Linked DNA regions of Mus musculus: regions 2, 3, 4, 5, 6 and 7 are each linked to region 1. The links are chromatin contacts, called in public HiChIP or PLAC-seq and promoter capture Hi-C maps. All regions are on one chromosome and are shown on one strand. The core of a region is the stretch at or near the end of the contact, and the rest is flanking DNA. Distances in the headings are between cores, read along the strand shown. Region 1 holds the start of Marchf2 (membrane associated ring-CH-type finger 2). Region 2 holds the start of Clic1 (chloride intracellular channel 1). Region 3 holds the start of Wiz (widely-interspaced zinc finger motifs). Region 4 holds the start of Ly6g5b (lymphocyte antigen 6 complex, locus G5B). Region 5 holds the start of Akap8l (A kinase (PRKA) anchor protein 8-like). Region 6 holds the start of Akap8 (A kinase (PRKA) anchor protein 8). Region 7 holds the start of Ddx39b (DEAD box helicase 39b).

Region 1 (3,660 bases), core at 417-2,916:
GTCTTCAAGGCCTGTGCCAGCACATCTAACTTTTTAAACTTCTTTTTACTGTTGCTGTTGGAACTGAACAAAAGTGATTCTACATTGTTTCTTATATGTTCATATTCTGTGGGCAAATTAAAAAAAATGTTACTAAAGCCGGGCGTGGTGACTCATGCCAGGCATGCCCACACTTAGAACTTGGAAGCGGGATTTCCAGGTCATCCTTGTCTGTATATCCACTTCAAAGCCACACTGGGCTTTAGGAAACCCTCTATCAAAAACCCAACCCAAACCAAACCAAATCAGCATCACCATAACCACCACCACCACCATGAAGCTTAAGGTGTGGCTCAGTGGTGGAGCACCTACCTAATGTATCAGGCTGCTGGCTCCATCACAGGCATTGTAAGAATAATAATTCATACTAATAACGTGGGGCTGTGGTGGCATATGCCTATAATCTTACGCTTGTGAGGGTGAGGCAGGACCTGGGCTACACAGTAAGACCTGTCTCTAACAAATAAGCAAACACAATGATTAAAAACCGCTAATGTTTGTCTCACAATATTTATATTAGTTAATGTGTCCCCAGGGTCTTGCACATGCCTGGACCATAATAATGCTTCCTACAGAATTTTGATCTTTTTGGTTTTCCTTCATATGGTTGGCCTTGCTTTCTGTGTAGTTGAGGGTGACCTTGAACTTCCTGGGTGCTGGGATTATAGGCATGTATGACCAAGCCCAGGGCTTTGTGTATGCTAGGCAAGTACTGCTAAGTGTTCTCTCACTGAAACCAGTGCTAGATTGGCAGACAGCAAACCCCAGCCATCTTCCTGTTTACACCATCTACAGCACTGAGGTTACAGGAGTTCGAGGCCCTATTCAGCTCTTTTATGTGGATGCTGGGGATTTTAACTCAGATCCTCATGTTTGCCATGCAAGAGCTCTTGCCCGCTGATCTATCTCAACAGCTCTTTCTACCATCTGTTGCTCCATTTTTTGAATGTATGTCTTGCTTGAATAATTGATGAGTAAATGATGATGGCTTTAGTTTCCTCCACAGAACTCTAACCCCTTTGGGCGGATTTCCTTCTGCAAAATGTGATCATAGCCACCCTAGGATTGGTAAGTGTGATAAAAATGTAGCTCAGTTCACACTGTTTGTGCCTAGCACGGAAGAAAAACTTCATTCCATTCTAGCTCCCGATAGAACTGGGAAGGTGGAGGCCAGAGGATCAGAGAGGTTATCCTTGGCTACAGAGTGAGTACGAGGTTAGCCTGATCTACATTAAAACTGTCTTTAAAAAACACAACAAACAAACAAACAAACAAACAAACAAACAAACAAACGGGGGCCGGGGGGAGCGGAGAAGAAGGCGGAAAGAAGTTATTTGGCAAGTGTGAAGTTGTTTACTTAAGCTCGCCTTTGTTCTGCTCCAGGCTCTGGCAGCAAGTCTACAGCCAGAGATTGGGATGGGGGAGGAGCTGGGATGAGGCGGGGTCCATTTTGGGGGTGGAGCCAGAACGCAGCAGGGGCGGAGTCAGAAGCTGCGGCGCCGCGGGGCCTGGACCGCCCAGGACGTCCCGTATTTTGAAGGCCCCACCTTCTTGGGCGGGGCGTGTATGCTGATTGGCAGATGATACTCAGAGGCAGTCTTCATTGGTTCGCCGTGCTGTCTGCTCGGCGGGCGGTGCCCGGACGCAGGTGCTCGCCGGAGCCGGAGCAAGCCGCTGCTGACGGGCCGGGCCGGGCCGGGACCCGGGCCAGGGAGAACCGAGGGGCCTGCGCGGTCGCCCGGCCCGGCCGCGGAACAGGTAGGCACGGAACAGCGAATGGGCCTGACCCGAGTATGTAGGCAGGTTTCCCAGGTTCCGGGTTCGAGCCTCCGGCTGAGTACTCGAGCGGGACAGATAGGGCGCTACCCTTGGCCTTACTTAGCCCTGCTCAGGACGCAGGCACCTCAATTATCATTTCAAGGTTGGTGAGAGGTCTCCGAGCCTCGCCACGCAGGAGAAACCTCTGTGAGCCTCGGTTTCCCCATCTAGGAAAAGTGGGTCATCTCGGAGCCAACATGATTTAGGAAATGGCTGATGAGAAAAGCGCCTGGCATACAGTAGGAGGTCAATAAGTGACTAATGTCACTCTGAAACCCTCTTCATAACGGTTCTGTTTGGGTGATTATTAACATTATAAAGAGTTGGGGCGCTTCACAAAAAGCTACTCAGTGCACTGTACTGAAAATGTTGTTTTTCAAACAGTAGTCAGGGACTGCCAAGATAGCTCAGCTGGTCAAGGTGCTTGTTGTCTGAGTTCAGTCTTGAGGTCTCATATGGTGAAAGAAAAACTGACAACAGAAAGTTGTCATTTGGACTCCATAGACACACCCTTGCATGAATATACACCACATACATATGCAAAAATACAAGCAAAATAAATATAATTGAAAACACTTTTTTTGTTTTGTTTTGTTTTTCGAGACAGGGTTTCTCTGTATAGCCCTGGCTGTCCTGGAACTCACTTTGTAGACCAGGCTAGCCTCGAACTCAGAAATCCGCCTGCCTCTGCCTCCCGAGTGCCAGGATTAAAGGTGTGCGCCACCATGCCTGGGGAAAACACTTTTAAAAAAACTCTGTAGTCAGAATTAATGTGGTTAGTGGGAAACATACTAGGTAGAAGTATTAAAAGTAATTCCTTTCATCTAAATGAGTAAATTGAAGTTCAGGGAAGTTAAAGCTGTTGCCCAAGGCCATACAGCAAATAGGAAGTAGAGCTTCTGGGATTAGAACTTAGTTTCTGGACTGGGGGTCTAGCTCAGTACTTGCCTAGCATGCACTAGGCCCTTGTTTTATCTCAGTACTGCCAAGAAAAACAACACACACACACACACACACACACACACACCCTAAAGTAAGAAAGAGATGGATGAGGCCCAGAAAAGCAAATTAACTTGAATCAAGACATACAGTATCAGTGACAGAGGCAGAATAAAGTGCCTAGGGCATGGAGCATGGTGGTACAGGCCTGTTAGGTCAGGTGCTCTGGAGGCTGAGGCAGGAAGACTTCAAGGTTCCGCTGGGTTATTTAGTGTAACTTTGGTATTGTTTAGTTCTTTTATTTTTGAGGTCTTACTCTGTAGCCTTGGCTGTCCTGGAACTCCTTACGGAGAACAGGCTGACTTAGAGATTGGATTGCCTCTGCCTTCCAGGTGCTGGGACTAAGCTTGTGTGCCACCATACCATTTTTTTTTTAAATGTATGTGTGCCTCTGTGAATTTATGTGTATTATGTAAGAGCCCTCAGAGGTCAGAAGAAAGTGCTGGATTCCCCAGAACTGGAGTCACAGGCAGTTGTGAGCTACCACATGGGTACTGGGAACCAAACCTGGGTCTCTGCAAGGGCAGTAAATAGTCTTAACTGCTGGCCCATTTCTCTAGCCCACAATTGTGTTTTTAACATTTATCCATTTGTTTGGTTTTGTGTATGTGTGAGTTTGTGAGCCCTCACCCATGGTAGCATATGTAGCGCTCAGAAGACAGCTTTGGGAGTTAGTTCCTCCTACTGGTTGGGTTCTGAGGATTAAACTCAAGTCATCAGAGTTGGTGGTGGCATGTACCTTTTCCCACGGAACCATCTTACCAGACTTTAAACACAAAGAAAGAAAGAGTAAAAGAGAGAAAG
Region 2 (3,861 bases), core at 346-2,845, 1.3 Mb before region 1:
TCCTACAGTTCCCCAAACCCTCACTCATGTCCTCTGGTCCTCTAAGATCCTCGTCACAGGACAAAGGGCCAGGATCTCTACAGCATCTCCTCGCCCAGGGTAAAAATAGCCCCTGGAGGCGAGTGTGAGGTGGGGACCACACCTAAGGGGCGGACCCAGGCTCCAGTTCACTTCCCTGGGCCAAGAAACTGGGAAAGGCAGCCAGAGAAAACCCAGAAAAAAAAGATAGAGAAAAACAGAACACCGACACACAGACGGGAAGAACGAAAGGAATGCCAAGAGAGGCCGAGAAGCAAAAAACGAGTGCGAATGTGCTCACTGGGAGAGGACCTGCCCGGAGAGGAAGGGACGTGCACGGGGGTATGGGGAAGGGTGGTGCCGGAGGGGACAGGCCTGGGCAGAGGAGGAGCGCGGCAGCCAGCGGTTTCCGAACCCAAAAGCCAAAAGCCTAGCACCAGCTTGCCTTGACCACACCCACAGAGAGGATAGTGTAAAGGGGGAGGGCTCAGGGGGAGGGGGCTTTTTCTTCCAGCCCGGTATCAGCCCGGCATTTACATCTAACCCAAGGAGTCTCCTGTCCCCTTTGGAGCTCTCCTCTCCTCTCTTCATAAGTAACTACTGCTAAACTTTAATCTCCTTCCTGCCTCAGCTGGGGGATAGTCATCTCAGCCACTGATTGTGCTGCTTCTTCGTGAAGGCTCTTTCCTTCCACCATGCGACACACTCATCCTTCAACCCTACCAGATTCTTATTCATTCTCTCTCTCTCTCTCTCTCTCTCTCTCTCTCTCTCTCTCTCTCCTCTCCTCTCCTCTCCTCTCCTCTCCTCTCCTCTCCTCTCCTCTCCTCTCCTCTCCTCTCCTCTCCTCTCCTCTCCTCTCCTCTCCTCTCCTCTTTTTCTCCCTCTCTCCCTCCCTCTTTCTCGCTCTCTCCCCACGTTCTCTCTGCCCCATCTTTCATTTTTCTCTTTCTTTCATAGGGCCACACGTCGTAGCCAACTCTCCTGACCTTCTCGAACCCCACCACTGTCCCTTTCTCGGTCCTTCTCTTGTCTGGATCCCCCTGGATCCCGCACCGAACCCCATTCACTCTCTCATTCCTGAAACTTTACCTTTCTCCCCTTTAGGCTGCTGGAAACCTCTTCTATAAACTTCCCAGGGCGAGTCTAGCACTCCCATTACCGTCTCACAAGTCGTGTCTGCCCGCCCACCCTGCCCCCAGCAAAACAGCACCGGGGCTGGGAGTGGGGTCAACTAGGAAGGGGTTGGGGAGTTTGAGCTGGAGCCCAGGAGAGGGGAGGACTGACTTGCAGAAATCCTGAGAGTGGCCAAAGAAAGAGAAAGTGTTCTTACCTTCACGAACAGTTCGACCTGAGGTTGTTCTTCAGCCATGGTTGCGTCGGGGACCAGGAAGCAGCCGTCGCTGGGGGAACTGGGAGGGGCCGGGGCAAGGGAAGGCGGGTCTCACGGTCCGGGATTCTCTCCTCCAGACTCAGGGCTGTCCCTTCGGCGCAACCCAAGTCCGATCAGACCCTTTAGTTCGCTCCAACACGGCTTCCCCACAGGCCCAGTGCACCCCACACCCAGCTGCTCCACCTCGGTCCCTCCTGTTTAGCTCAGGGAGCAGCTGACTCACCGGCCGGCCCCGCCCTGGACCTGGGGAGGGGACATGAGGGGAGGGGACACGGGGATCGTGGGAGTGGGTCCGGGACTGAAGTCAGAGGTCTCGGGATCCCAGGGATAAGGTGTTAGAAGGGAAGTCCGGGGGCTTCCTCGATTCCCTGACCTCTCCTAAACACAGCAGCATTTTCGTGCCTCAGTTTCCTCGCTTCGTTAATGAGAAGGGTGGCCACTATCAAACAGGGAAGCTTGACACTAGCGAAGTGACCACGGAGGTGCAGAAAGGGAGTTTGAGGATGCAAGGGTTCTGCGTTTTGTTTTGTTTTGTTTTGTTTTCAGTTATCCAGTCAGTCTTCTGGTTTGCTGGGACTGTGCTCTGCGTGTGTGGAGGGGGATCGGGAAGGAGATAGTGAGCTGAGGACTACAGATTGGCAAAGGGCACTCCAAGACACAGGCCGCCAGAGGCCAGGAGGCCTGATGCAGGGGAAACAGGAAGCTGAGCCCAGGCTTCACGGCAGGGGGCGGTCCTCTGGAAGCCTGGCCAAGCTTAGACTTTCCCCAACCCGGGCCCCTTACCCTCCTCTCAATGGTGAATGTTGCCTTGGAGACTTATCCTGGTTCTAGGATAGCACTGGGCTCATCCTGGGGTGGGTGGGGTAGCGACTGGTTCTATCACGGGAAGAAAAAAAGGAAAGGTCAGACAGGTCAGTGTGAGCAGAGTCTTGGGGGACATCTAAGTAAATAAGACGGGGGGGGGGGTGTCACTTTCCCTGGGAGGCCTGATTCTGGAGGGTCTAACTTTAGTATAAAGATAGAACTTTACTACCTATTTTTTTTCACTTCAGTATCTTTTAATTACCCACCTATACAAATGATTTTAGATAAAGCACAGGCAAATAAAAATATGGAATGCCTTACAAATTTGCGTGACATCCTTCCGCAGGGGCCATGCTAATCTCTGTATCTTTCCAATTTTAGTGTGAGTGCTACTGAAGAGAGCTCTACTACTCGTGTGTGTGTGTGTGTGTGTGTGTGTGTGTGTGTGTGTTTGTGTATTTTGGTTTTTAGTGACAGGGTTTCTCTGTGTGGTTGAGGCTGTCCTGGAACTCACTCTGTAGACCAGGCTGGCCTCAAATTCAGAAATCCGACTACCTCTGCCTCCCAGGTGCTGGGATTACAGGCATGCGCCACCACTGCCCTGCCTACTACTTCTACCTTTTTTAAAAACAAAAACAAAACCAGGCATAGTGGTGCACACCTTTAATCCCAGCACTCAGGAGGCAGAGGCAGGCAGATTTCTGAGTTCGAGGCCAGCCTGGTCTACAAAGTAAGTTCCAGGACAGCCAGGGCTATACAGAGAAACCCTGTCTCGAAAAAACAAAAAACAAAAACAAAACAAAAAACAAAAAAACCTAAAATATGTCTGCCAATATCTAACCTCCACACTCTAAATTTCTCTACTATCGACTAGCTTTCTTTTCTTCTCAGTCTAACACACACACACACACACATATACAGACATATTTGAAGAAAATATTCTGGACTTGGAAAGACAGAGAGGAAAGACTGGGCTGGAAACTGAAAGAGGCAGGGAGGGCTGAGGTGAATTGATGCATGTTTGCTGGAACAGCAGTTAGTTAGTGGTTTCCTCTTGTGCTTCCTCTTCTGAGAGCTTTCTCCTCCCTGGGGCGCGGGGGGCGGGGGGGGGGGCTGGCTTATCTCTCTCCTCCCCAGGAAGGCAGAATATACTTGGTGTTTGGGCTTTTGAACTACAGCGTTGCAGACAGTTGTAGACTGACTCATGCGTGAGCCCCAGCTGAGTCCTAAGAATGTTCCCTCTATGCTGACCCTTGAGATCTGCACCAGAGCCTCTTCCCACTGATAAGAGAGATGGCTTCCATGAAGCCTTATTTCCCAGACACCTCCTTTTTTCCCTCTGGTCAGCAAGTGGCCAGCGGGCAATCTGCTCACAGTTAGATCGCTGGGAGAAACTTTAGATTCAAACAGGTTTGGCTGCCTCTCTTGGCTGTCTTTATGGCCGCAGCTGCTCTGATCATCACTATTGACTGTGGCTGCCTGAATTGCTACGCACACACAAATGCGTTATCTTGCCTTTATTTTCCAGGCTGCTCTGTCCTGGGATCACCCAGCAGTGCTCCTGGATTTGAAGCCAGGACTGCATTAAAAAAAAAAAAAATGTAGACTGCCATCTTATCTCTGAGCTCCCACTTCTTCTTTCTCCA
Region 3 (3,517 bases), core at 155-2,654, 1.3 Mb after region 1:
GGAGCTGGAGCAGGGAGGGGAGGCCTGGGCCCGGTCGGGCCGGGCGGGACCCCCTGGGGCGGGGGAGGGGCGGGGCCTGCAGGGGCGGGGCCTGCAGGGGGCGGGGCTGTACAGGTGGGGGGAGGATCGGGGGTCTCGAGGCAGGTGTCTCCCCCCCCACCTCAGCTCGTCCCGCGGGGTCTCCCGCCCCGAGGTGCACGGGCGAAGGGCGCATCCTGGGGACCCTGGCTTCCCCGCAGGGTGCGTCCGCGCAGCGCCGCCCCTACCTCTGCGACCCCTGCGGGAGGTGGGGTAGGGAACGACCATCTGGACTGGAGCCCCCTCCCCAAGCTGCCAAAGTGCTCCGAAGTTGCGGTCCTGCCCGATCCCCGCCAGCAGTGCCTACCCGAGTGGGCACCCGCAGGTGCTTTCTCCAGGCCTGGGCAGGGACCCCTCCAGCCAAGACTGTCAACCCACCCTGTGTAGGGCCCCCCGGGAGCGCCCAGGCCCTCGAGGGCAACGCCTGCTACCAGGCCTGGAGCCCCGGCCCCGCCCCGGTTGCCTGGGCCGGGCCTCACCACCATCTCCCTGGGGAGAGCGCCTCATTCCTGCCCTTCACTTTCTGCTCTACCTTGAAGGTATTTATAGGTGGAGAGGACAATCGCCCTCCTCCCCCCCAGGGTCCTTATTTCTGAAACAGGAGCCCCATCGGTCCTTTTCATCCTCGGGCCAGAACAACCAATATCGGTGGAGGATGCAAGCAATACTATTGGAAGGTGGCAGGGTGGAGGAGCCCAGGCTTGGTATGCATGAGAGATCATGCTAAGAGAAGGGAAAGGGTTAATGGTGGGGTCACTTGAGCGTGTGGAGAGGCTAAGGGGTTAATAACCCTACATTCCTGGGTAGGGAGAAGGATGTGAATGTTGGAAAAGTGTAGGGGTAATTGATACGGGGCAACAGAAGTGAGTAAAGTATAAGGGCAAAGATGGGGGCCCTCGAGACCCTGCACTGGGGAGAGAGCGGGGACCCTGGAAACTGGAGGCATGGCTGTAGGTTATGCAGTCACAGGAAAGCAGCTGGACACGGTGAAGCTGTGAGTGAGCCATGGGAGGAATAGGTGGAGGTGGAAGGAGTGATGAGGGAGGGCTGAGGTGACTGAATGTGCGTGTGTAACTGTGGTGAATGGAGGCTGTGAAGAAGCTGGGGAAAGAGAACGCTTTAGTGTACTGAGACTCGCTCCCAGTAGAGGTGATTGGATTATAATAGGAGTGAATGGAACCTCAACACCACTTAACCCCTCACTTCAACTAAGAGACAAACTGAGGCCATAGGCTTTGAAGGAGAGGACTAGGGTTCTGAGAGAGGGGAGAACAAACAGAATTCTCTTCTTACTCTCTTAAGGTCTTCCTTGTCTTTGTCTCCAGGCCCACAATGTCCTGCTGAACCTGCCAGGTACTGAGTGAAGATTCACGGCTGGCACCCATGGAGGGGTTACTGGCAGGTGGCCTGGCTGCCCCGGATCATCCTCGAGGCCCCGCTCCAAGAGAGGACATCGAGAGTGGGGCTGAGGCTGCTGAGGGGGAAGGTGATATCTTTCCATCTTCTCATTACCTGCCAATCACCAAAGAAGGCCCTCGAGACATTCTGGATGGCAGAAGTGGCATTTCTGGTAAGAGGGCTCTGTGGCCCTAAAGAAGCTTCCCACTTGGTCCCCCAGGCCCAGAGAGAGTCAGGTCACCCCACCCAGCAGGGGCTGAGTTGCAATTGGAATTCTGTTCGATGCACATAGCCTCCTTTAGTGCTCCACGTACCGCTTTTCAGTTTGCCCTTATGAAAACAGATGTCTTGGGAGCCCATGACTGGATGTAAGAAACTGGGATTCATACTTGTAGTGTCCTGGCTTTCCTCTCTAAGCTGGACACCAGCTGTATCCAAATCCCATGTCAGTACCCTGAGCTCTTTGCCCAAAGCCCACTTGTTCCTTCTTGCAGTCTTGATGGAGTGGAGCTCCTGAGCGAGTGCCCTCTAGTGGTAAGGTAAAGTCTGGGGAGATTCGAGTTGCCTCTTTCCATCTTGATTTACCCCATACAAGGCTAGCTCACACTGTCCCCACCTCACAATTTGTTGTTCGTTTATTAAACACTGAGCACCTGCTGTGCCACTTTCTGTTCTGGGTGCTGGGGAAATAATCATAAAGAGACAAAAGTCCCTGTCCTCCAGGGGTTGGCATTCCAGAAGGGAAGGTGGACAAGGAACGACTGAGCAGATGTCATAAGGGCAGGTTATGCAGGCTATGCAGATATTAAACTGAGTGCCAGGACCATGGCTGGGCGCTCCAGGAAAAGCCACCTGACACAGTGGTGTTTGAGGCACAGCACAGAATGAGTGGTGGGACGTGCCCAGCAGGTGGCGGGACAGCATGGGCAAAGGCCCTGCAGAGGGGAGGAGCCTGGTATGTTTAAGGACTTAACAGGAATCTGGTGTGGCTGGTCCCCCAAAACTTGGCCTTCTAATAAATTCCGAGCACCTCTTCTGTGGTTCCTACATGCCAAGTTCTTTGTCTTCTCAATTCACATCATACTTAGAACCTTTGTCGGAAGAGCCTCCGTTATTTAGTATCTCATGTTAGGAATGGGAAATTCAAAACCCTGAGGGGTGAAGTCAGTAGTGTGGCCTTACACCCCTCTTCCTTCTTTGTTTTATTCTGTTCTTTATAGAACTGGGGATTGCACGTAGGCCCTTGCACATACTCTGCAAAAGCTGTTCCATTGAGTTCTGCCCCAGCCCTCCTCTTTAGTTTTTTGGGTTTTTTGTTTTTTGGTTTGTTTGGTTTTTTTGTTTGTTTGTTTGGTTGGTTGGTTGGTTTTTTTTTTTTTTTTTTTTTTTTTTTTTTTTTTTTTTTTTTGAGACAGGGTTTCTGTGTAGTCCTGGCTGTCCTGGAACTCACTTTGTAGACCAGGCTGGCCTCGAACTCAGAAATCCGCCTGCCTCTGCCTCACGAGTGCTGGGACTAAAGGCGTGAACTACCATGCCCGGCCCTCTTTAGTTTTAAATTAACTTCCCTTTCATTCACTTGTTCTTTCTCCTGGCATTTTGTTTTGTGCATTTTACATGTTAGGCAAGCACTCTCCCACTAAGCTACATTTCCATGCCTCATCTTATTTTTTAAGTTTTGATTATTTTTATGGTATGAATGAATGTCTGTATGTGGGTATGTGCACGTGACTGCCGGTGCCTGAAGAGGCCAGGGCTGTTAGATACCTGGAGCTGGAATCCGAGATACTTCAGAGCTTCCCAGCCTTCCCTTTTAAGTTTTTTTTCTTTTTCATTATTATTATTTTATGTGTATGGTTGTTTTGTGCACATATATATCTGTGCAGCTCCTGTATGTAACATCTGCAGGGGCCAGAAGAAGGTATCAGATCCATTGCAACTGGAACTACAGACAGTTGGGAACTGCCAAGTGAATGCTGGGAATTGAACCCTTCCTTTGGAAGAGCAGAAAGTTCTCTTAAACACTGAGGCATCTCTCCAGTCA
Region 4 (3,766 bases), core at 914-3,413, 1.4 Mb before region 1:
GGATCAAAGAGCCAAGGTCTAGAGAGAATTGAGGACAAGCATAGCCCTTTCTTGAGGCTTGCCTATCCCAAAGTCAGGGCTTTTTCCTGCTGAGTGGCTGGGGAAGTTACTTGCTTGTGAGTCCATTTTCTTATCTATGAAGCAGGGATGCCAACAGTACCTGCCTAGCAACAGTTTTAAATGTATGGCACTTGACTATTTAAACAGTGACTGTTGCTGTTCCCATTTTGGATGCTTAGCTTTGTGATTTAGTGAGACTTATCATCCTGGTATCTTTTTTTTTACTGTATACCAGGGGAGAAAGATTCTATTTTGAACAGGTACTAAATCTTCTTTTTTTTTTTTTTTTTTTTTTTTTTTTCCGAGACAGGGTTTCTCTGTGTAGCTCTGGCTGTCCTGGAACTCACTTTGTAGATCAGGCTGGCCTCGAACTCAGAAATCCGCCTGCCTCTGCCTCCCAAGTGCTGGGATTAAAGGCATGTGCCACCATGCCCGGCAGTACTAAATCTTAATAAAATTGAAATTTCCTGTGTGGGTTGGAAGTTTCCCCTGGCCTCATGCCTGCCGAACCATCCTCTCTCTCTGAGCTATACTTTCACTGTGAGTTTTTGGTTGGTTGGTTGGTTTGGCACAGGTGTTGTGAGAGGCACAGGGAATGTTTTTTTTTTTTTTAAGATTTATTTATTTATTTATTTATTATATGTAAGTACACTGTAGCTGTCCTCAGACACTCCAGAAGAGGGAGTCAGATCTTGTTACGGATGGTTGTGAGCCACCATGTGGTTGCTGGGATTTGAACTTCCGACCTTTGGAAGAGCAGTCGGGTGCTCTTACCCGCTGAGCCATCTCACCAGCCCCCACAGGGAATGTTTGACAGGGTCGTTGTTGGCTAAGTTGATCTCAAGCTATAAATAAGACTATAAATGAGGCAGGCCATTACCTGGCCTGGAATTTTAATTTTAGTGGATGTTTATGGTACATTTTTTTAAGCTGGGGATGGTTACACAAGGGGAGGCAGAGGTAAGCAGATCTCTTTATTTTGAGGCCAAGGCCCTGTTAGACACAGAAGCCCTGTCTTGAAAAACTAGCCCTTCCCCAAATAAGAGAAAGAGAGAGACATGTTTCATGTATTCATGTGCAAGGAGATTGGGGTCCTGTGGAGTCGATGTGAGGAGGCTGGGATGGCCGCCACTGGCAGAGCTAGCAGAGAGCTTACCGTGCTGCCTCTCTGACCTCCTTCACCCAGGCTCTATGGTTTCAAGATCCATCCAATGGCTTACCAGCTGCAGCTCCAAGCCGCCAGCAACTTCAAGAGCCCAGTCAAGACTATTCGCTGATTGCCCACCCACCTCTCCCTCTGTCTGTGACACCACCATTCCTCTGCTGCCACCCTTTCAGGAAGTCTATGGTTTTTAGTTTAAATTAAAGGAATTGTTACTGTGGTGGGAATATGAAATAAAGGAAGAAAAGGCCATGAGCTGTCTCCTACTGTGTGTTGCTGGGGTCGGGAAGGGGTGGGCTACTGCACTCCAGGGACCCTCTTGCTCTAGCCCATCTTCCCTAGGTTGGAAGCAGCCCAGATTGCGGCTTCATGAATCTGTACCATGTACAGATAGTGTGTCAGAGCAGCACTCTAGGTTGGGTGAGCGCAAGTGCAGGATTGAAGGGAAAGGTTTCAGAGGTTGGAGAACACCTGCTCTCTTGGGGCTGTGGCTGTGGCTGCTGTAGGGACTTCATGGGAAGTCCCCTCAGTCTTGCTGTTAAAGGGAATGTAACCCTACAATAAATAAAACTGGAGAGGAGGCAGAGAGCCCCAACTGTTGCTCAGTGGTGTCTGTGTGCCCCCTGCTGGGAGACCTGAGAGCCGTCTGGAAAAGGTTGGAAGGCTTGTCTCTGGCCAACCTCTCCCAGCATAATGGGGGCCAAGCCTACTGTGTGGGTGGACAGCAGGTAGTGGCAGAGACAGGTCCCTGAAGTGGGGGTACAGGCCTTTCAAGGCATGTCTAGGATGAAGACACCTGATAAAGAGCCAGCTGGTGCTCTTCTGTGGCCTACACAGGAACCAGACAATGTGGGTGAGGACAGGCCTTCTTCCTGCCAATAGATGACTTCCTCCTCTGGTCAGGATCTTGCCTCAGGCAGGAGTGCACCTCTGCACCCACATCAGTTTCTGCTCAGACTGCCTGTCAAACCCATTCTGCCTCTGAAGATCAAGAAAGGTGGGGCTTGGGGGTACTTTGTGGGAGTTGCTCCTCTCCCCCAAATTCCATAATGAGGGCCCGCGTGCTTGTAGGTATGCTGACCATGGTGGGCTTTGCGATGGGGAAGGGTAAGTAAGACCAGGGTCTGGGAGGAGTGGGGACAGCTGGTCCTGGGTGTGCTTGAAAGAGCTCCTGGCTCCATCTCCTTTATCCTCTGTGCCAAGCTCCAGTTGCCAGAGTCCGTACCTGCCACCTGTGCCTCTTAGAAGACCCTTCGCTAGGCTGCATTTCTGGCTCAGAAAAGTGCACCATCAGCCTTCCATCGCCGTGTATGGTGATCACCATCTATAAAAGTGAGCCAAGTTCTAGGCAAGGACTGATGGGTGGTAGAGCAGTGTAGCTTGGTCTCTTTAGCATGAGGGTTGTTTGGGCCACACGAGGAAGAGAGTGGCATCTCTGAAGGGGAGGCGGGGTATGCAGACAAATGAATTGATTTATTTTTTTTCTGCCCCCCCCTTTGTGTTTTTGTTTTTGTTTTTTTAATTTGTCTTTGAGAATTCATGGACTAAAGTCAGGTCTGCGTGAATGCCAGGAAGATAGAGGTTCGGGAACAGTGGGAAGCTATTAACCAGGGTTATAACTGTCCCCTCTCCTCTAGATACTACTGTTCGCTTCCACGTACGGGGCTGTGGACAGCATCATTCCTACCGATGTCAAGAAAGGCATGTGATCTACCAATCAGACTACTTGTATAAGGCTGATTGCTGCCAGTACGATTACTGCAACTCCTGGTCCAGTGCTCAGCACCAGAGCACCCTGCGTGGGTCCCCAGGAAGCCATCTGGGCATGCCCCTGTCAGCGTCTCAGATAAAACAGTTTTACCAGGCCCTGAACCTCTCTCTGCCTCAGCCTGGCTTCCATGCTCATAAGGTGTCTGAGGGCCTGGAGTCTCTCATTCTGCCCCCGGAGCTGGGCTTGTCCATTGCCGACCTTCGCCAAATATACTTGTTCCTCAACAGTTCAGGACTTCTGGTCCTTCCCTGGGATAGACCCTGATGTGTTCCCCTTCCTAGATTCTGCTCTGTCTGAGAGACTCTTCCTTTGAGGGGCCCAGCATCCTGCTCTGCGGTCTGTGAACACTCAGATCCTCTGAGCCCTCTGATCTCTTAAGCTTTCTGCTCTACATGGCCAAATTCTGTATGGCCCCTGGATCTGGGGCTGGTTTGTCCTCCTCCTTTTCAGGAAACTTAAGGACGGTTCTCACCAAGGCTGACTTGACAATGAATCCCATTTTGAGTGTCACTGTCTCCGTGTACCCTCAGTCTGGTCATATGCCATATCCGAGCCTCAGCAGCCAGGCCCAAGGGTGGACTTGCATACCTTTACATCTGGCACAGCGACCTATCTCACTATCTCCACCATCCTGGTCCGCTGTCCTTGGTCTCATCATTTCACCTGACTGCCTGCCTTGTGAGGGGTTGTAGGGGCTCCCATGTCTCCTCCGTAATAAATCAAAACTTGGCAAAATCTGTGTCACATTTTTCGGCAGGGTGTGTGTGTGTGTG
Region 5 (3,511 bases), core at 193-2,692, 1.4 Mb after region 1:
AAAGAACACACACTGCTCTTACAGAGAACTTGGATTTGGTTCCCAGCACCCACATGGCAGCTCACAGTAACTCCAGGGTATCCAGTACCCTCTTCTGACCACCTCAGGCACTGGGGGTGCATGTAGTTGCATAGACATATATTCAAGCAAAACAAATACATAAGCCTAAAAAGAATTGATAAACATTCCTTAATACCAATAGAACACCTACTTTAACATTTCTCAAAACCATAAGAAGGTACATGAATCATAGAAGCAGAGCTTGCTGTAGTTTATCCATTGTTTTATTTTTAGGGTTCTTCCAAGGATACCTCCCATGGTGACTTTCCACACAGCCAGGAGGAGCCAGGCATAGTGCTTAGAACAAGGCTGGTACTGGGTTACATTTTTCGTTTTGTGGAGCTGAGCATTGAACATAGGTTCTTATGTCAAGCATTTGCAATAATATATGATACATTGAGATATACTACTTGTATAACAAATAGCATACACATAAACAGTTATTTTTAAAGTGGTTTTTGAGAGGCAGGAGAGATGGCTCAGCAGTTAAGAGCACTAGCTGTTTTCCCAGAGGACCCAGGTTCAATTCCCAGTACCTTCATGGCAGCTCAGGGCTGTCTGAAACTCCAGTTCAGGTGATCTGACACCCTCACACAGACACGCGCAAGCAAAACACTAATACACATAAAATTTTCAAAAGCATCTTTATTTTGCAGTTGGAGAGCTCACATAAGGCCTTCTGTACATGCTAGGATAAAATGTTTTTCCACCAAGCTATATCCTTACAAACACTATTAATTGTTATGTAACGATTAATAAGAAAATAATATTTACTATTTACTTTGTGAAACTGGCCCTAATTCTTTACCCCTCCTTGAAACGGGGACTCACTGGAACCCAGAGTGGCTTAGAATTCATATAGTATAATCTGACCTCAAACTCGAGTCATTCTGTCTCAGGCTCCGGTATTCTGGGGTTACAGAAGTCAGCTACTACACATGGCCTTCTTCGTTTGTTTTAACGTTATCTCACATAACGTTTGTCAGGACCTTGTTTAGCAGTTAGATACTAATTTTCTCCTTTCAACATGGCTTTACCATTCTTGACTTCATTTCAGTGGCGGGGCGCAAGACGGTCGTCTCTGCTCACGCTGGCAAGTGTCTCGCTCGCACACACCAGGCGAGCACACGCGTGGGCTCGGACCTCTAGGTTGCATGCAGCTCCGCCCCTTCGAACCTTTCCATCTTCTCCCCTTGGCCTATTGGCGCAGGTTTTTGTTAACAGGAGGCGGAGAGTAAGGCGGGGTCGTCGGGGGTTGGCAGTATCTCCAACCACTGTCACGAAGAGGTGTAAAAATAGACAGGTAGCGAAACCAATAGGCGTGAAGTCCGAGGTTTGCAGAAGCCAATGAGATAAGGAGGCGGGGCTGGAGCGTGTGTGGAAGGACCCCAGGGATTGTTGTGGCGTCAGACGCGCAGAGTAGCGGTCTGTGTCCACGGCTCGGGTGTTCTCTGCGGCCATGAGCTACACAGGTAGGCCCAACAGGGTGAAGGCAGCGCTCTGGGCCGGGGCGTCAGGACGGGCTGAGTCATGCTAGGATCTCCTCTTGTAGTGTCGTGGTCATTGCCCTCTGTGGTCACAAAATGGCGTCTTAGGCTCTTCCCTTCGGGGTCGCATCCCTCAAGCTTCGGCTCTCACTGACCTCAGCCGGGCATCTTGGACTCTCCTGGCTACTCAAGGATTTGCTTGTGTCTTCTGTGACCGTAGGTCTTGGGCCTCAACGTTAGGTTCAGGCTTCCCGCACCTCCGTTCGTCATTCCCTGGCTAGTGCCCCACGGACACCCACGTCTAAGACGTCGCTTCTCAGGCCTGAGCTTCTGAGATCAGTCCGTTGGGGCGGCTGCTGTCGCCATTGCCTCCCTTGAGCAGTTTCTGTGCAAAACGTCGCAGACCCTTACTCATGGCACTCCCCCCACTTCATCTGGTATAAAGCGGGAGGGGGGGAGAGCCAACCTCCCCTACCTCACTCCCCCAGGGGGCGGTGAGAATCTGTAAATCTATATGAAGGCTCTGAACCGTTGCAGGGAGCTTTAGAGAGCAAGCTTGAACCCTGGTGACGAATGACTACTTTCCACTCAACTTACCGAATCAGGTGCTGAATAGACACTGAATGCTGACAAGAATTTCTTAAGCATCTTATAGGCGAGGACAGACAAAATACAATAAATATATTATTTTGGGTCTTGGGTATCCTGAAGAGATTCAGCCATTACACGGAGAGCTTTGAAGCCTCTGGGAAGGGTGACGTTTAAGAAGAGATGTAAGCAAAATAGGAAAGAGTAAAGATAGCTGTCGCTGTAAAACATACTGGGCTGGAACCGCCTACCTACTTAGATCAGTGATATTTGAGCAAAGAGGAAGGTGGGTGAGGAGCATGGTGAGGGGTGTGGAATATGCTTGAGTGACTGTAGAATCATTCTTGAGTGAGTTAGTTGCCAAGGCTCCCTGGGTTTGCCAATGAAACTTATCAGTCAGTGCCACAGACAGTGCCTCCCACTTTACTGGAGGTATTTCAGGCTTGAACTTAAGTGGTTGCTGGATAACCCACATTCTGTTTGGAATGTTTAAGGCTTTCAATGGAACCTGAGCTTTATGCCAGTCCTCCTAAGCCCCTGGGTCAAATGCTTGCCAAGAACCTTGGGATTTTTAACAACCATCCTCTAGGCCAGTGGTTCTCAACCAGGGTGATTTTGCCTGCCTCACACCTCCCAGGGGTACATTTGGCAATATCTGGAGTCCTGTTTTGTCTTATCTATATAATGTGTGTATGGGCAGGGGGGGGGTGGAGGTGGGGGACTGGTATGCAGTGCTACTGACATCTAGTGGATAAAGGGTAGGGCTGCAACTCTGCAGCCTGAAGCGCATAGTATGGCTTCCACCACAACATACTTTACTTTATTTACATGTATCTGTCTGCATCTACATGTATGTGTTTGTGTGAGTGTGTCAGCCATGTATGAAGGTGCCCCTTGGGACCAGAAGAGAACATGGGTCCCTTGAAACTGGAGTTAACGGAGGGTTGTGAGTGAGCCGCCTGACATGGGTTCTAGGATCTGACTCTCGTCCTCACAATTGAGCAGCATATTTCCAACCCTTCAGTGTTTTTTTTTTTTAATAAATTTGTTTATTTAATTTTGTTCATATGAGTGTTTTTCCTGAATGTGTGTGTCTGTGCACTGCCATGTGAGCGCCTGTAACTCTATAAAACTAAGGGTAAAGATGATTATGAGCCACCCCCATGGCTTCTGGGATTGGGGTCCTGGCCCACTGGAAGAGCAGTACTCTTGACCACTGAACCATCTCTCCAGTTGCACTCCCCACCCCAGTGGTTTTTATAGACAGCTATTAAATCATTAGTACTTAAAATTTAAGCATCTTGAGAAGGCCCTGGACCCCCAGGGGTGGGAAAAATCTAATTGGACACAATCTCTTTAGGAAGGATGGCAAAGAC
Region 6 (3,375 bases), core at 615-3,114, 1.4 Mb after region 1:
GCTAGGGCTGTTTTTATACCCTCTTTACTGGTTCTAAACAATTTGCTCCTAGGTGACTGCATGTGTATGTCTGTGTATCTGTGGGAGGGCGGGAGGTAGCATGTGTGTAGAAGTCAGAGGACAACTTGCAGGAGTTGGTTCTCTCCTTTATTGTATGTGACCTTAGAATTGGGTTCAATTTGCCAAGCTGTGCTTTTACCCAGAGTCATCTTGCCAGACCCTTTATTGTTTTTACATTTTACTTTTTTTGTTGTCACTGGAATTGAGGGGAGGGGGGTGGCAGTGAAGGTTTTTCTGTGTCCTGGAACTTGCTCTGAGACCAGGCTGGCTTTGAACTCAGGAAGATCTGCCCTCCTACCTCAGCCGCCCAAGTGCTGGGATTAACGATATGGGCCACCAAGCCCAGCCCTACGTTTTACTTTTAATAAGTTTTATTACATCTGGTGTGTGTGTATATATATGGGGATTGAACCTAACTAAGGCTTTAAGAATACTAAGAAAGCACTCTATCATCAAATTATTATATTATCTCCAGCTGGCCCCCTCCCCCTTTTTACGTTTTATTTTTTTATTTTTTATTTTCTTGTATGTTTTGCCTGCACATATGCTCACTATTCACATGCCTGGTGCCTGTGGTAACCAGAAGAGGGCTTCATATTCCTGGGAACTAGATTAGAGATTGTTGTCAGCCACCTTGTAGGTGGCAGAAAATGAACCTGAGTCTTTGAAATACTAACAAGTCCTTTACGCTGAGCCATCTCTCTAGCTCCCAGCCGTCTTTTATTTTCTGAGACATAGTCAAACCATGTAAACCGTTAAACTCTGTAGTCCAGGTAGGCCTTCCACTTTAATGTCCTGGAGTTACATGGCCTGTGCCACTAAGTCCAGTACTTACTATAGTTTCTATGTAAGCAGATCAGGTTTCAAACAGCAAATAAGGTGTGGGTGATCAGATCGAATCCTAGTTCCTTGCATGCCTGTCCAGACTGACTGGAATTACGCCCAAGGTCACTTACAGACACTAGGACTAGTTATTGGTGAATCTGAACCTCAGCTGGGTTTGTTGGATTCCTAGAGCAGCCTCACCAGCCCTGTCTGCCCTGCCCATAGCTTATGATGGAGCAGTCCAAGAAGTCCTCGCTTATGGTGGCCCGCAGTATTCTCAACAACAAGCTCATTAGCAAGAAGCTGGAGCGATATCTGAAGGTGAGGCAAAGGCGAAAGCACTGTCCTAGTCCTGACCTTTGTGTGAGCCTGGTCCCCATTCTATCCCAGTGATTCCTACCTCCCATTAAAGTCTCTATCCATCTCTACAGGGCGAGAATCCTTTCACTGACAACCCAGAGGAGGAAAAGGAACAAGACGAGGTGGAGGCTGGCGCTCTGGATGAAGGGGCACCAAGCGAAGCGACAGAGCTCACAGAGGGCGTGCCGGCACAGCCCCCCGTGCCCCTGGAGCCCGCCCCAGGGACTACAACACCGCCACCTCCGCCACCACCAGAAGAGGAGGAGAGCCCTGTACCCTTGCTGGGCGGAGCGCTGCAGTGTCAGATCCGCGGGATCCCGGGCCTCGACATGGAAGACGACGAGGAGGGCGGTGGGGGTCCATAACCCTTACCCGGCAGGGCTCCCGTGGCCGAGGCTGGAAGTCCAGCCTAATAAAGTGCTTTCCCATCTGAGGTCTTCGTTTGTGCTGTGGTGAGGGCGGGCCCCTAGAAGTGCGCCTGCGCGCGGGTAAACGCGCTAGAACCGCTCACGCGTGCGCGGACCTGGACGCTCTTGCGCACTAGCTTACCCTTGAGGCACAACTCCCGAGATGCTGTAGATTTGCAACCCGGAAGGCTGGGCGGATCGGCGGGGGCGGGCCCATTTGAGCAACCAATGGTAGCGCCCAGAAAGAGACGTACGCTCTTCGTCTTCCAGTAGCAGACAGCACGTTGAACGCATGCGTTCTGAGCGAATCTAAGACAAGGATCTGCTGGCGGGTCGCGTCGCAGACATGGAGCAAGGCTACGGAGGTTAGTGTGGGCTCTTCTTCACCACGGGAGACCCTGGCGCATGTGGTATTCGGGCTTAGCCTGCAGCCGGAACGCACTTGCCGCAGCCCGGTTCTGTGTGGAGTTGTCCCGGACGCGCGCGCTTCCCTTATTGGGCCTCTGCGCAATCGTTCCCGAAGCGCCGCGCGTGGATTGGCCGGTAGGACTCGGGGCGGGGGGTGCGGATGAGGCGCGAAGGCCGACGCTGTGGCCGGTTTCTGGATGCGTTCTGGACCGCTTTCACTGTGCAAGCCGAGTGGCTCTCATCGCTGCGGGACCCCAGGACCCGAGCGGTCTCAGTCCCGCCTTCTCTTCCGAAGACGCCACAAAATGGCGGCTCCAGGGGCGGGGCTAAAGCGAACGCTGAGGAAGCGGGGGGTGGAGGGGGTTGAGGTCCGGCTGGGTTGCGGCGGCCGTAGCGAGGAGAGAGTCTCAGCTCATCCTCCGCAGGTCGTCCTTGAGAGCTCGTGTCCCCGGGCTCGCTTTTCTGAAGGCTTACGGGCAGCGCGCGATCGGCCCAGCTGTGCACTGCGGCTACACCCGGTGCAGCTTTTTGGGAAAACCTGGCTGGGTCTCTGCAGTGTACGCGGCGTGAGGTGCTCGTGGGAGGTGTGCTGCCTGAGGGGCTGGGATTCTGGACTGTAACATTACGGGGGTCTGCGGAAGCGGGAACGTTGCCTTTCCTAACCTAAATGTCAGCAACTTTTCGTAATTAGGCGTCGGTTCTCGAGCTATCTGCTTTTAATCTCCTGGGAGGCCTTGACTCTGTACGGAGATTTACCCGCAGGAGATAGTTGGAACATGTGGAATGGGGTTGGAAGTGGGCACAGGGAGTGGTTAGTGGCTTCTGGCGGCTAAGGAAGGGATCTTGAGAGGCAGCAGAGTAACAAGATCCCTAGAATTGGACTTGCCAGAGAGGCCTGAGGTGTGATGAACACGTGTGCTTGGGTATCAGCCTAGTGCTCTTTGCCTTTGGGATCCTAGATCTATGTCTTCCATTCTTAGCCTTTCCACCAGATAGATACCTGTCACAACCCTGCTATACTTCTTTGGTCTAGGGAACTTCATGGTGACTCCCACTTTCTACCAGCCAATAATTTTACAGATACAGTTAGGGTATTTGCAGCCTTCCTGGTTTTTTTGTTTTTTTAACTAAGAATTTTTTTAGCCGGGCGTGGTGGCGAATGCCTTTAATCCAAGCACTTGGGAGGCAGAAGCAGGCAGATTTCTGAGTTTGAGGCCAGCCTGGTCTACAAAGTGAGTTCCAGGACAGCTAGGGCTACAGAGAAACCCTGTCTCAAAAAACCAAAAAAAAAAAAAAAAAAAAGAAGAAGAAGAAG
Region 7 (3,474 bases), core at 458-2,957, 1.5 Mb before region 1:
ACCCTCTGATGGATGCTCAAAGCCACAGTCAACGATGGCCCGGAGCAGCTCTGGCTTGAGTAGAAAATCTCGGAAGCCGGAGCTGTGGATGGAGACGTAGGAGCCCTTGACGTCTTTCTTGGCGGGAGCCTCGGTCCCATCTGCCCCAGCGGCTGTCTCCACCTCGTCGTCTTCGTAGTCCAAGAGCTCATTGTCCACATCGTTCTCTGCCATAATTGGGCCGGCAGGGGGAGAAGGGAGGTCTCTTGAGTTAGGTGTCCCAGAGCAGGTGAGGAAGCAAGGGCCAAAGAGAGGGGTTGAAGAACAGCAAGGGGAAAGACACCAGTTTCCGACAGAAGAGCTGGGAGAGGGGACAACAAAAAAACCGGAAAAACTCATCAGTCACGAATGGACTCGTCACTTCTCGTCGATCCCTACACCCGTCCTATTCTTCCCTAAACTGTGAAACCTTTGTCCCGAAAGAAGAGTTAACAAAGAGACTCATGACATAAGAAACGGGAACACCAGACGGGAGAGACAGAGTGGGCTCCACCGCTAACCAGACTTTGTAACACACACTTCGACAGGCAGGAGCCAACTGGGAGACCGCAGTAAAATGAGCGTGACTAACGACTCACACGAGGGTTGAGACACAAAGGACAAGGGAAGACAGAGACTGCGCTTTCTCCTGCCACCTCACGGTGGTGATCCCCAACGTCAGCCATCAGTCAAGGGTGATAGATAAGGGTCAGCACTGCGCAGAGCGCTCACTTCCCAAATGCAAACATCATGTGGCTGCCGCTATTCTCTTGCTCAGAAACCCCCGAGTGGCCGTCCCAGCGGCGCACACCTGGACCGGGGAACAGAAGCAGGAAGGAGGGTGGTGCGGGGCGGAGGGTGGGAAGTGTATGAATGGCTCCATTTCAAGAAAAAAAAAATTTTTTTGTTTTGAAAAAGATGGGTGTGTGCAGTTCAATGGCAGTGCTTGCTTAGTAACGCGAGAGGCCGCAAGGTTCGGCTCAGCGCTGCCAAAGTTAATTTTAAAAGTCGCACTAAGGAATTAAGGTCACAGCTGAGAACGATGCAGGATTAAGAGTGTGAGCCGGGTGGCCTTAGAAAGGAACGCCTTGCAGTGCTCTCGGAAAAGCTTCCCCAGAAGTGCGCGACACCATCGGCCACGCACAGAGGCAGCCATTCACAGAGAGCTCCAAATAAGGCAGCGAAAGCGGGGTCAAAGGGCTGGACGGGCCCCGGAGCGAGATCTTCCCATCCCTGGGCGAGCAAGAAAAGGCCCGGAGGGGAGATGCGAGGGGCCCCGCCCTCCTCCTGGCGCCGCCTCCGGCCGCCGCGGCCCCGGGTGGGCAGAGGACCCACTGGAACACCCAGGAAGCGCGGAGACACAATGGCGGCCGAGGCCACCATTTTGGATCGTTCCCCCCTTGTCTCCCAGCTCCCCGCCAAGATCTGCTCTCAGAAAGGGGTGAAGACAACAGAACTGGACGCCCGCCTGCGCGCCGGCGGCCACGGCGCCGGCCCGGCACCGGGTATCAGGGACCCGCGCGGCGGGGCGAGCCGCGGGAGAAGCAGATGGCGGTGGATGGTGCACAGGGCCAAAGCTTACCTAAGCACTGCGAGCGTGTATGGCGGCAGCAACGGGGACGGAGGCGGGAAGCTGCCTTCACTTCCGGTTCCAGGCTCGCCCCGGCCTCCCGCCTTCCCGGCCGCCAGGGCGCACGCGCAAGGAGCCGGAAGCAGGCTTTCGCCGCGCGCGCTCCGCGGCTGGCTTTGCAGAACGCCCACTTGAAATGAAGCTTCAGACGACGCCTCCTCCGGTCGCCAGTAGCAAGAGCGCGACAGGAAACTCACGTCTTCCCCCGCAGAGCTCTCCATTTTGTTCTTCTACGCTTATGCAACACCCTCCGACGGTCGGCTCTACTTTAGTTTTGTTTGCCACGCCAGGCTTCTCCCTGGGCACCTCTCTGTGGGCATGGAGGACTCCGCGATCGAATGAGAAGCGTTTCTCACGGGGTCCTTAGCCTCGTAGTCAAGGTGACCCGAGAGCGGCTAACTCGGGCCTCTGCTGGAGGGGAGGGGGACACGTGACCACGCCCATTACAGTCGTGCAGAGAATAGGCAGGATTTACCCAAAATTATATCGAAAGATGGAGGCTTACATTCTGTCTAGGTGCTAAATAAATGGTGGGGTTTGAGGTTATGCACCTTTCCATAATTCTTGCTAACTAGAGCAGCAGAATAATCTCAGTTCCATTATTCAGCCTGGACATCCCCCTCCCCCCATGTGGTATTCCCTTTGAGATGTTACATATAGCAGAAGTGTTGTCCTGTTGCCTTGCTACATAAACACAAGCTCGGGCTTTCCCTATTAAGGACACTTAATATTAATACAAAGTAACACTAAGTATCAGTGTTGCCAACCAGCTGGCTGTGTCCTGCTCAACGCATAAGCTCTCTGGGCTGGGGCTTGGTAGCTTTTGATCCCTCCGCATTTGGCAGCCCTAAGCAGCAGGCCGGCGGGTTTTGTATAAATCAGAGAGGAGTGGGAATTCCTCGGCCCTGGTAACTTATTACGAACTGTAGCTCCAGAAAGTGCGGTACCTGGGCCTTTAGCTTTGAAGCGTTTCCAGGAACTCTCCTAGTGACCTAGTTGGCGGGCTCTTAGCCACTGTCTTCCTGTTACTGGACCTAATGTGACATTGTGGAGGGTAGCATAGTAAGGTTTGTCCCAGCTGACCCAAGTGAGCCAAACTTTCTGCTTTACAGCCAGCAAAGGGTGTTTGCACCAAACACAGCAAACAGCAAACTCGTGCAAATGAAGACTTGTGTTTGCACCAATCATAATATTGTCCCTTTGGCATCAGTGATAACACATCTTCCTGCTACTGGACTATGGGAAGTTCCACCCTCCACTGGGGGAGGAGAGAGAGGACAGAAACAATCCTGGCTGAGCCATTAGCTGTGTGGTTTCCTCAAAGACTTTATAGAAGATTCAAAATGGCCATGCTGACAGTCCTCGTTAAGGTAGCCAGGGCAGGAAGGGATTGTCTTAACAGCTGGCTGTGATTTTAACAATGCTTAAAACCTGGGCCACTGGGGCCACAGCAAGGTGAGTGCCCCTCATCTGTCTTGCCATTTTTTTCTTCCTTTCTCTGTTACTGAGTTTGAGCAGTTATATAGACTGGCCTCAAGCTCTCAATTCTCCTGCTGGAGGATTTGAATGCAGACCCATGCCCCGCTCCACTCTTCCTGTAAACATATGAAAATAGAGAAATAAAACAAGGTGGCCAAGGCAATACAGCTAGCAGGGAAACACCAGGGTGTAAGCACCCCAATTTCCTATCACATGTGTCCCTCCTCTTCAAAAATCTCCTTGCTTTTGTATAGCTATTTCCCCCGAAACATTTCCTCCTGATGAGAGTGGAGAAGGCTCAGGAAATTCAGAAAAAAAGTTGCAAGACACGGAACACTTCTCCCAGA

The links. Promoter capture Hi-C pulls out the DNA fragments that hold promoters and counts their contacts. HiChIP or PLAC-seq counts read pairs in DNA pulled down with a chosen protein or histone mark.
Region 2: a contact with region 1 is called in a promoter capture Hi-C map of liver, with 3 times the contacts expected there. The contact joins the promoter of Clic1 here to the promoter of Marchf2 in region 1. A contact is called at or near these places in 3 of 39 promoter capture datasets (cranial neural crest and liver).
Region 3: a contact with region 1 is called in a promoter capture Hi-C map of hippocampal neurons, with 4 times the contacts expected there. The contact joins the promoter of Wiz here to the promoter of Marchf2 in region 1. A contact is called at or near these places in 6 of 39 promoter capture datasets (cranial neural crest, hippocampal neurons, liver and 3 more).
Region 4: a promoter capture Hi-C map of liver shows a contact between it and region 1, with 3 times the contacts expected there. The contact joins the promoter of Ly6g5b here to the promoter of Marchf2 in region 1. A contact is called at or near these places in 2 of 39 promoter capture datasets (liver and pre-B cells).
Region 5: a promoter capture Hi-C map of hippocampal neurons shows a contact between it and region 1, with 7 times the contacts expected there. The contact joins the promoter of Akap8l here to the promoter of Marchf2 in region 1. A contact is called at or near these places in 4 of 39 promoter capture datasets (hippocampal neurons, liver and pre-B cells) and 2 of 115 datasets of contacts at active chromatin or transcription factors (astrocytes and large pre-B cells).
Region 6: an HNF4G HiChIP or PLAC-seq map of pancreatic cancer cells shows a contact between it and region 1. The contact joins the promoter of Akap8 here to the promoter of Marchf2 in region 1. A contact is called at or near these places in 3 of 39 promoter capture datasets (hippocampal neurons, liver and pre-B cells), 1 of 484 Hi-C or Micro-C datasets (B cells) and 2 of 115 datasets of contacts at active chromatin or transcription factors (astrocytes and pancreatic cancer cells).
Region 7: an HNF4G HiChIP or PLAC-seq map of pancreatic cancer cells shows a contact between it and region 1. The contact joins the promoter of Ddx39b here to the promoter of Marchf2 in region 1. A contact is called at or near these places in 3 of 39 promoter capture datasets (hippocampal neurons and liver) and 1 of 115 datasets of contacts at active chromatin or transcription factors (pancreatic cancer cells).

The regions. Positions count from the first base shown.
Region 1 is chr17:33,716,683-33,720,342 of GRCm38.p6, reverse strand. It overlaps Marchf2 (membrane associated ring-CH-type finger 2), which reads left to right and starts at 1,666. Exons shown (of 5, transcript NM_001252480.1): 1 at 1,666-1,797.
Region 2 is chr17:35,047,977-35,051,837 of GRCm38.p6, reverse strand. It overlaps Clic1 (chloride intracellular channel 1), which reads right to left and starts at 1,595. Exons shown (of 6, transcript NM_033444.2): 1 at 1,352-1,595. The coding sequence starts at 1,390. Gm23421 (a small nuclear RNA gene) reads right to left here and starts at 2,620; the gene lies at 2,517-2,620.
Region 3 is chr17:32,385,704-32,389,220 of GRCm38.p6, reverse strand. Wiz (widely-interspaced zinc finger motifs) reads left to right here and starts at 1,404. Exons shown (of 11, transcript NM_001372227.1): 1 at 1,404-1,648. The coding sequence starts at 1,462.
Region 4 is chr17:35,113,906-35,117,671 of GRCm38.p6, reverse strand. Ly6g5b (lymphocyte antigen 6 complex, locus G5B) reads left to right here and starts at 2,163. Exons shown (of 3, transcript NM_148939.3): 1 at 2,163-2,329; 2 at 2,426-2,554; 3 at 2,860-3,728. The coding sequence starts at 2,272. The coding sequence ends at 3,257. Csnk2b (casein kinase 2, beta polypeptide) reads left to right here. Exons shown (of 7, transcript NM_009975.3): 7 at 1,247-1,477. The coding sequence ends at 1,337.
Region 5 is chr17:32,348,508-32,352,018 of GRCm38.p6, reverse strand. It overlaps Akap8l (A kinase (PRKA) anchor protein 8-like), which reads left to right and starts at 1,442. Exons shown (of 14, transcript NM_017476.2): 1 at 1,442-1,532. The coding sequence starts at 1,520.
Region 6 is chr17:32,319,727-32,323,101 of GRCm38.p6, reverse strand. Akap8 (A kinase (PRKA) anchor protein 8) reads left to right here and starts at 1,864. Exons shown (of 14, transcript NM_019774.5): 1 at 1,864-2,017. The coding sequence starts at 1,999. Akap8l (A kinase (PRKA) anchor protein 8-like) reads left to right here. Exons shown (of 14, transcript NM_017476.2): 13 at 1,111-1,206; 14 at 1,317-1,678. The coding sequence ends at 1,610.
Region 7 is chr17:35,239,979-35,243,452 of GRCm38.p6, reverse strand. It overlaps Ddx39b (DEAD box helicase 39b), which reads right to left and starts at 1,707. Exons shown (of 11, transcript NM_019693.3): 1 at 1,601-1,707; 2 at 3-340. The coding sequence starts at 213. It overlaps LOC115488830 (a small nucleolar RNA gene), which reads right to left and starts at 775; the gene lies at 699-775.